Regions from separate parts of the Mus musculus genome. Here region 1 is linked to region 2. Evidence: chromatin contacts called from public promoter capture Hi-C data. All regions are on one chromosome and are shown on one strand. The core of a region is the stretch at or near the end of the contact, and the rest is flanking DNA. Distances in the headings are between cores, read along the strand shown.

Evidence for each region. Capture Hi-C pulls out chosen DNA fragments and counts their contacts.
Region 1: a promoter capture Hi-C map of adipose tissue shows a contact between it and region 2. The contact joins the promoter of Mkrn1 here to the promoter of 8030453O22Rik in region 2. A contact is called at or near these places in 1 of 39 promoter capture datasets (cranial neural crest), 1 of 484 Hi-C or Micro-C datasets (nephron progenitors), 4 of 115 datasets of contacts at active chromatin or transcription factors (embryonic midbrain and embryonic stem cells) and 3 of 9 other capture datasets (adipose tissue, liver and pancreatic islet).

The regions. Positions count from the first base shown.
Region 1 is chr6:39,418,371-39,422,654 of GRCm38.p6, reverse strand. It overlaps Mkrn1 (makorin, ring finger protein, 1), which reads left to right and starts at 2,286. Exons shown (of 8, transcript NM_018810.2): 1 at 2,286-2,556. The coding sequence starts at 2,372. It overlaps Gm10244 (predicted gene 10244), which reads right to left and starts at 2,277. Exons shown (of 2, transcript NR_152168.1): 1 at 2,003-2,277; 2 at 1,361-1,915. It overlaps Gm25402 (a small nucleolar RNA gene), which reads left to right and starts at 236; the gene lies at 236-366.
Region 2 is chr6:39,526,062-39,530,388 of GRCm38.p6, reverse strand. It overlaps 8030453O22Rik (RIKEN cDNA 8030453O22 gene), which reads right to left and starts at 2,848. Exons shown (of 2, transcript NR_167680.1): 1 at 2,745-2,848. All of the region lies in intron 1 of Dennd2a (DENN/MADD domain containing 2A), which reads left to right.

The DNA of each region.
Region 1 (4,284 bases), core at 1,037-3,536, 110 kb after region 2:
CTGGCTGGTTCCAGTACTGGAGGTGAGTTTTCTGTCCATCACTTCTCTGTTTATGTTGAACATTTGGGGCAAGTACACTGATTCACGTATTCAGCAACACATCTTAGGCCAAAAGTACAGGAATGCTCTGTTCAAATGTATTATTACTAGGAACTTAAGTATTGCCTGTGAGATATCAGGTTTTTTTCTATGTCTAATAAACTTTTGAATTGATTTAAAAAAAAATGAAGGGGGTGCCTGTATTCCAAGTTGATTGTGGATTGCTTATGCCCTGGTCATTGATACAGCAGGGATAGGAAGCGAAAGCCTTTTCCTGTGTTTGGAAGGTCAACTCCTGTCCTTGTGAAACCTTGGTGCTTTCGAAGAACACATCTTCTCCAGCCCAGCCTCTTGGCCTCCTGCCTGCTGACCCCAGGCTCACAGAATACTCTCTGCCAGTGCTGTTCTATAGCCTCAAAGGCTCCTGGAAGGGAGGTGGGAGCAGGGCTCTGCATTCAGGGGTTTTATTCTGGCCTAGTTTTGCAAGTCTCCACGAGCCCCAGTTGCATCCTCCGGTGGAACAGTTTTTCCTGCCTTCCTTGGCTGCTGCAGTAGAGAGGCCTCTAGAAGCCTGTGCGGCAGGCAGAAAGCTGCTTTATGTCTCCTCTTTGCCTCCCAGGTGTCTGTGGACACTAGAGTACCAGGGAGTGGACAGTAAGACCACAACACAACTTGAAACTGGATACACTGCCCACTCAGAACATATCTTTTCCTTTGCTTGGTAATTGGCTCAGATGTGGGAGACTCCAGCATATGAAGTCTTGACACCAACACTTTAGAGGGCTAAGACCTGTCCCTGTGAATGACTATAGTGACAAGAACTTTTCCATTGAATTTGTTGCTAACATTTGTGCTACCTCCCCAACAGCTGTGCAACAAATCTTAAAGATTAAAAGTAAAATAAAATAAAGGGGGACAGTGGTGAAGTCTTTAAACCCCAGGATTCAATATTTGGGAGGCAGATCTCTGTTCATTGAAGTCCAGCCAGGTTTACTTTATTGAGGAGGGAGAGAGAACTTTGGATCTAAAATGTTCCTCAGAAGTTCATGTGATGTGTCTTGGACTCCAGTGATTTATGCTTAGACACAGTTTTGGAGAAATGATTGGCACTGCCCTCATCAGTGGATTCATATAACCTGATGGTGGAAACTCTAGGGGAATGGGCATAGTTAGCTGGGAGCCAGTACTTGGGAGCATGTCCTTGAAGGCTGTCTGCTTACTGACAGATTCTTGCAGTGTAGCCCAGGCTGGCCTCAAGCCTGTGACCCTTTTTGATAGGTTATTTCTCTGATGTTGGTGAAATGAGCCAATTCACACTAGATTCGAGTCTATTAAAGGCAGGTTTATTGGGAAGCTCTCTCAGGCAGGCTAGTTCACTGGCCTCAGGAGTCGCCACGGGGGTAAGGATGGGATAAGGAAGGGAGAGAGAAAAAAAGAAAGGGCATGCAGGCAGAGAGGAGACAGAGAAAATGTCTAGAAATATAGGGAGGAGCCTCTGGGGTGAAGGGCAGCCTAGCTCCTGGGCTGGAAAGTTCAAGGTTGGGGGCAGGGAATGCCAGATAGGGACTAAAAGGACGCTAGGGAAGTCCGGAGGTCAAGTCTGCTTTGATATGTAAAATATGCACCTCAGTTCCTGGTCAGGTATAAAACCAAACACTTTTTTCCTTTAGCTTCCCAAGAGCTGGTATTACAAACAGGCTACCACACATAATTCATTTACAACATTACTGTTATTACTTTGACAGGATCTATTTAGCTTGGGCTGGTCTCGAACTTGCAGCCATTGTGATACTCAAGTCTTCACATTGGTGGGATTCCAAGATGTCTGCCGCCAGGCCCACCTGGGCACTTCCATCAGCAGGGATTCTGACAGTTCCTGTGAGAGAAAGAAACAGATCCCAACACAATAGGTTGGGATCTCACTCTAGATAAAGAGCAGACACAGCCCCAGGCCTTCCCCCACCTTGTACGTGCGCCACCAGCCATAGGCAGAAGTTGGTCCTTGCATGTGGTCCTTTGATGGCTAGGATGGCTAGGACCAGGACCATCCTAGCACACCTGGCTAAGCGTGTGATCACGCCCCTTTAGGGCGGAGCCTAAGCCATCACCAATCAGCGTCGCCGGAGGAGGGCCGCGGGTGCCCTGCGGAGCCCGCAGTTCCTGAGACCTGAGCGCTCGGAGACGCGGTGACACGGCGCGGGACTGGCGCAGAGCTCTCGGGCTCCTCAGCCTCCCTCCCCTCCCCTCCCTTCGCTGTCTTCTCCTTCTCAGCCGGACCGGAACTATGTGATCCCGGAAGTTCCGGGGCCATTGCTGTGTGGGATAAACAGTAATGGCGGAGGCTGCGGCTCCCGGAACAACAGCCACAACATCAGGAGCAGGAGCGGCAGCGGCGGCGGTGGCAGCGGCCTCCCTCACCTCTATCCCCACAGTCGCTGCCCCGTCCCCGGGGGCGGGAGGAGGGGGCGGCGGCAGCGACGGCAGCGGCGGCGGCTGGACGAAACAGGTCACCTGCAGGTAGGACGTTGCGTGGCGCGGCGGAGGGCGGGGGCTGCGGGGCCGAGCAAGAGGCGGAGGCGGGCGTCGCGGGGTCCCCGCTGCGGCTGTCCGTACAGCATCGCTGCGTCAGCCTCCGCAGAGGTTGGCCGCGGCATCGCTGCGGGTTTCAGACTGCGGGCTCGGACTGCAGGGCGGTCCCGTCACCTCGCCTCGCTCAGCGGCGCCCCGGTGCGTGCGGAGAGGACCGGTGTCCCCGCCCTGGCCTCCATCGCTACAGGTTCGGGGATGCGGCGCGAGCTCGCCGATGCGAATCGGGCTCTAACGACCCTCGGTGCGCCCTGAGACCCTCCAAGGGTCCCGGCGAGCTCGGCCGGCCCCGGGGCTCCGAGCCGGGCTATCCGTTTGTAACGTCTTTTCTGCTCTCTGCGCCGCTCACCCCCGCCCCGCCGGGAGCAGCCGCTTTTGTATGCCTTTGTATGTAAGTCGGTGGTCGGCGGTTCCGAGCTTTGTCTCCGAACCGAGCGTTCGGAGCCGGCGTTAGGCTCTTCCACCCTTGGTTTTATGAACTGCCATTATTATTACTGTCCCTTTGAGAGGCGTTCTTCTTTGCGAGAAAGGAGATCCGACCAGAGAGGTTTGGTTCTTGTTTGGTAAGCGAGACGAAATTATTGGGAAAATGTATGATCAGGTGACAGTTATACAGTACGTATGTTAAAAAATAATTCCCCAGCTATAAACGTTGGAGGAAGGATTGTTTGTATTAACGATGGGAGGGGGCTTATTGAGACAGTCCTACTGTGTGGCCCCGGTTGACCTATATAGTCTGACTGCCCTAGAATTTTCGGCAATCCTCTTGTTTTTGCCTCTCTAGTGCGGGAGTGCAGGGGTGAGATGATACCACGCCCGAGTATATAGATTTTAACTACCAGGAAGGACTATATACGCTTTTCTATCGGCTAAGAAAATTAAAAGGAAATGCCACTTTAAACCCGGCAAGGACAGTTTATTAACCGCAAATGCTAAAGGCAATTCCTAATGAACAACTCGGTGTTGATATTAACTCCCAAACTGAAGAATCTTCCAGTCTTTCCTGTAACACATTTAATAACGTCAGATTAAAGCTTTCCCCTCAGTCTGTTCTTTTTTTTTTTTTTTTGAGGCAAGGTCCAGCTTTGCAGCCTGGTTGTCCTAACACTGTTGCATTGACCAGGCTGGCCTTGAACTTCCCTCCTCCAGCCTTTGCCCTCCTAGTACTAAGGATAGTGTTTCCACCCGGGCTGATATTGAAAATTTAAATCCTTGATTTTTTTTTTTCTTTCATCTACTATCTTTCTCTAGTCTAGTTCTAAATACCCATTACCAAATAACATTTCATAACTGATTTCATTATCATCCTGTCAGATGCTTGCAACTTTATACATTTCTGCTTCAACATTTCTTCTTTCCTTTTCCCTCCCTTACTCCCTCTTCCTTCCTAAGACAGTGTTTCTTTATGTAGCCTTAGCTGTCCTGGGACTAGCCCTGTAGATCAGCTTGGCCTGGAACTCACAGGTCTCTGAGTGCTGGGATTAAAGGGGTGAACCGCTACTGTCCGGTTAACATTTTCCCTTAATTTTTTTATGATTTGTGGGTATGGTTGGGGCAGTTGGTTCCCCAGCATCTGTGGAGAAGTGTACTAAAATTGAAAGGATAATTTTAGTGTCTTTCATTTTTATGTGGGTTCTAGGAATCAAACCCAGCCTTCTT
Region 2 (4,327 bases), core at 1,599-4,098:
TAGAAAACAGTTGGGTGAGGAAATGTGGTATTAATATTCTTTCATTATCCCTCTTGGTCAGCAGTCTGAATCACAAGGCCAAATTGCCGGAGAGAAAAATGAGTTCTCAATTGTGTGAAAATCATCTAAATACTATTATTTATCATGCTAGGTTCCAGACCAGCCCCAGACAGTTGGTTTGGTGTGTCACAGATGTCCCCAGGTTCACAGATTTGAAAACTTGACTGTCTCCCAGACCTATAAAGTGACAGTAAGGCGTATGTGTCCAAAGTATTCCCAAACAAGCCTAGACATACCGTCTTAGTCTTTTATTTACTTCTTTCTTTTAGGATTGATTTTTAGGAAGCAAGCCTGTTGATACACGCATTTGATCCCAGCACTTGGGAAGCAGAGGCAGGCAGATTTCTGAGTTCAAGGCCAGCCTGGTGTACTGAGTGAGTTCCAGGACAGCCAGGGATACACAGAGAAACCCTGTCTCAAAAAAAAAAACAACAACAACAACAACAAAAAAAACAAAGGGGGAAAAAAAGATTGATTATTCTTATTTACATGTGTGTGTGAGTACATACCGTGTGTGCTGATGCCAGTGCAGGCCAGAAGGGTGTGTCAGACCCCCACAGAGCTGAAGTTATATATAGGTGGTGGCGAGCCTCTTCATGTGGCTGTTAGAAGCTGAACTCAGGTCTTAGTTCAGTTCCTAAAATAAAAAGTGTTCTTAACCACTGAGCCATCTCTCCAGCCTGGATTTATTATTTTTTATGTGTACATTTGTGTGTGTGTGTGTGTGTGTGTGTGTGTGTGTAGTGTATGTGTTGCGTGTGTGCCATAGCATGCCGGTAAAGGTCAGAGGAGTCAATTTCTCTTACCATGTGGGCTCTGGTGGCGAACTCTTGATTGGCAGCAAGTATCTCTACCCACTGAGACATCTGTCTAACCTATTCTAATCGTCAAGGGCAAAAAAAAAAAAAAAAAGAAAGAATGAATGAGAGCAGCATACTCCATACTTGTGAGAATTGAGACACTCTGATTGCTAAATGTGAACCGCGCATGCGTTCTTTATCTCTTCACTTCCAGACTCTGCTGCCCTTTCAGATTCACTCTTGCAGTAGGGCTGGTCCCCAGGAGCCTGTGATTTTAGTACTGGGCGTTATTACCTGGTGGGAAGTGACTTCACTTAAGTGTCACGCGTTTGGGGCTAAAGCTACTTAGAAGCATCCCCTGGAAGGATGGTGGTGGCTCTGCTCCATCTGGAAAACGCTTTGCTTCCTCAGACAGTGGGGGGAAGGGCTCCCCTCAGGGAGAGCTGCTGCAGGAGCTGACTGCAGTCCAGGCACTGTCCTGGTGTGCTCCTCAAGGAAGGAGTCAGAGTCTTACTTAACTTGGAGTCTCCTAGAGCATCCTGCACACAGCTTGGCACGAGCCTAAAAGAAAAAGATGGAGAGCTGCCTGGCTCAATGGGAGAAGATTGCGTGGTGGGTGTTTGGTCTGTGGAGCCAGAGTGCAGGCTGTAGAGAGCAGGGGGGTGGGGTGGAGATCGGCTGTGCTCCCTTCTCCCCACCCCCTGGCCCATGTGGCTATCTGCCAGAAGAGGACAGAAAGGCAGTGTCTGTGGGCCCAGCCACATGGAGAGACTCCAGAAGCTTCAGCTGTGTGAGAGTTGTGAGAGGGACAATGAGTTCCTTCCTGTCCCTGAAAGGCCTTTCAGGGCTCCCCTCCACTGTGGGATGGGTGGACCTGAGCTCCTAGCTTCCTTGGAGAACTGGGCTCGGTTACACCACAGATTTATTCCAGAGTATATGGTGCTGGGTTGCCGTAAAGCAACAGCTAGACTCCTGGGCAAGTCTATGCTCCAGTTCTCCCTGTGCCCAACTCCCAATGGCTTCGCCTGCTCCATTTCAGCTTTCAGGTCCCTCCTTGCCTGCTTCCTCTTAAAAAGAGTGTTTGTGCACATTATTTATTTGGATGTGCACGCACACTGGTGAAAAGGACAGACTGGGGCTTGAACTCAGGTCCTCGGGTTCGGTGGCAGGCACTTTTATACCCCCTGAGCCATCTCACCAGACTGTGTCTTCATTTCATAAAGGGTGATCCATGAGTGCTCTATTTTTATTTGTCTTATGTTTTAATTGAATTTATGTATTTGTTGTCTTAGTCACTATTCTATTGCTGTCAAGAGACACCATGGCCAAGGCAGCTCTTTTAGGAAGGAAAAGGGTTTAACTGGGGCTTGCGTAAAGTTTCAGAGGTTTTACTCCACCCTGATCGTTATGATGAAGAGTGCTGGGACAGATGGCACTAGAACAGTAGCTGAGAAGTTTACATCCTGATCCCCAGGCGGCAGCCAGAGACAGACAGACACTGACTGAGAGAGGCAGAGACTGACTGAGCCTGGCTCATGCTTTTGAAACATCAAAGCCCACCCCTGGCAACATACTTCCTCTAACTGGGGACTAAATATGCAAATATATGAGCCTGTGGGGTCATTAACATTCAGACCACATTTATTTATTTCTGTCTCTTCGCTGGCCTTTCCCTCCTGGTACCTAAGATCTGTTAGCATGTTTTGAAACAGGCCTCTTGATTCCTTTGAGGAAGTTCTGAGCCAAGACACTGAGTACCCTCAGTTTTACCTGGCAGGTAGAAGTCTTGGAAGCCCCAGGAGATCATGTGACCTCATCCACCTAAGACAGATTTTCTAGTTTCTTCTTGCCACCTCCCATTCCGGGTGAAATGGGGCCACATACCTGCTTCCTTCTGAAGGAGGGGCCCATGTGCCTCATGGAGTCTTTATCACTGGTCCTCTAGGCTTCCTGGAGTCTCTCTTGGTGCTGACATGGTGACCGTGTGCAAGCAGGCCACAGACAGCCACAGCCCAACTGGAACTCTGAGCTACAGATTGGCTGACAAGTAAGAGCCGCCCTTAGCATGCGCATGCGCCCTGGAAGTAGATGAGCACGCTTCTCCACCTCCTTCTGTTCTCCCTAAGAGTGTAGGAACTGACGGCCTGTCTACTTCTCCCTTTTACTACTTGCACCTACTCCCTTTCCTTAACCGGGGAATGTCACTCTCCTGAGCCTCCTGTCAGACGGCTCCTTGAACTGCCTTCATTTGAGACTTGAGAGGTCTGGATATTGCTGAGTGAGTGTTGTGTGCCTTCCAGGCCAGGGTATCTTTTTCTAGCTATAGAATCACGGTTTTTCACTTCTCTCTAAACGCTAAAGCTTTGCAGCCGTAGCTGTTCCCATCTTCTGCTAGCGGGAAGCCTTCCCCCTCCTCACCCCCCCCCCCCCCCCCCCCCGCTCATATTCTGCTATCACCAATCTCATCACAACTCTCAGCAGCCCAGACGCTAGAAACAGGAACTGCAGACACCCACGGGTATAAGAGTCACGTGGAGAAGACACTCTGTCAGTCCTGGGGACAGTTAAAATAGTGTCATCGCCCTGTACGCTTCTTGCTTGACCTTGGTAATGTTCTTCCAACAAGCCATTGTCTCTTCCTCGAGTATTGTTGAGTCACTCCAGGTATTTGAAAACTATAATGGTCACAGTTAGTTGTAATTAGTTGAGTGCCTTGGGATATATATATATATATTTTTTTTTTTTCTTTTTGGTTTTTTGAGACAGGGTTTCTCTGTATAGCCCTGGCTGTCCTGGAACTCACTTTGTAGACCAGGCTGGCCTCGAACTCAGAAATCCGCCTGCCTCTGCCTCACGAGTGCTGGGATTAAAGGCGTGTGCCACCACGGCCGGCTAAATATATAGTTTTATAATGCATATTTATATATTTAAATGTGTTTATTCTATTTTAAAATATATATATTTATATAATATATAAACATTGTATAAATATATAGTATATTTATATATAAATATATATGCTTATTTTATATATATTCATTTATTAAATGCATATGTACTATCAACCTACCATACACCAGTAACAACAAACTAGATTATGCGGCTTCTGCATGCAGAAGGCTCTCGTCTACAGAAGGCAGCTAGCATTCCTCCTTTTAAAAGAAAAAAGGAGGACTAGGTACATGGTTCGGTGGTAGAGCCCACCCAGCTCAATTCCTGTGCTCACTCTCCATGTTGAGAAGGAAAATGAGCAAGGGCTCAAGCCCCAGTCTTTCATCCCCTGTCCAGAGCCGTGAGGTAGCATATGTGACTGGGGGATTCTGCTCTGTTGGTGGCTGCCAGCAAGCATACACTAACCTGGATGGTCACATTCTCCCCTGTCTGCCATTTCAGTTCTCAGGAAAATAGCAATGAATGGTGATTCTGCCTCAAATCTAAATTCATCTACCATCCTGGAGACAACTAAA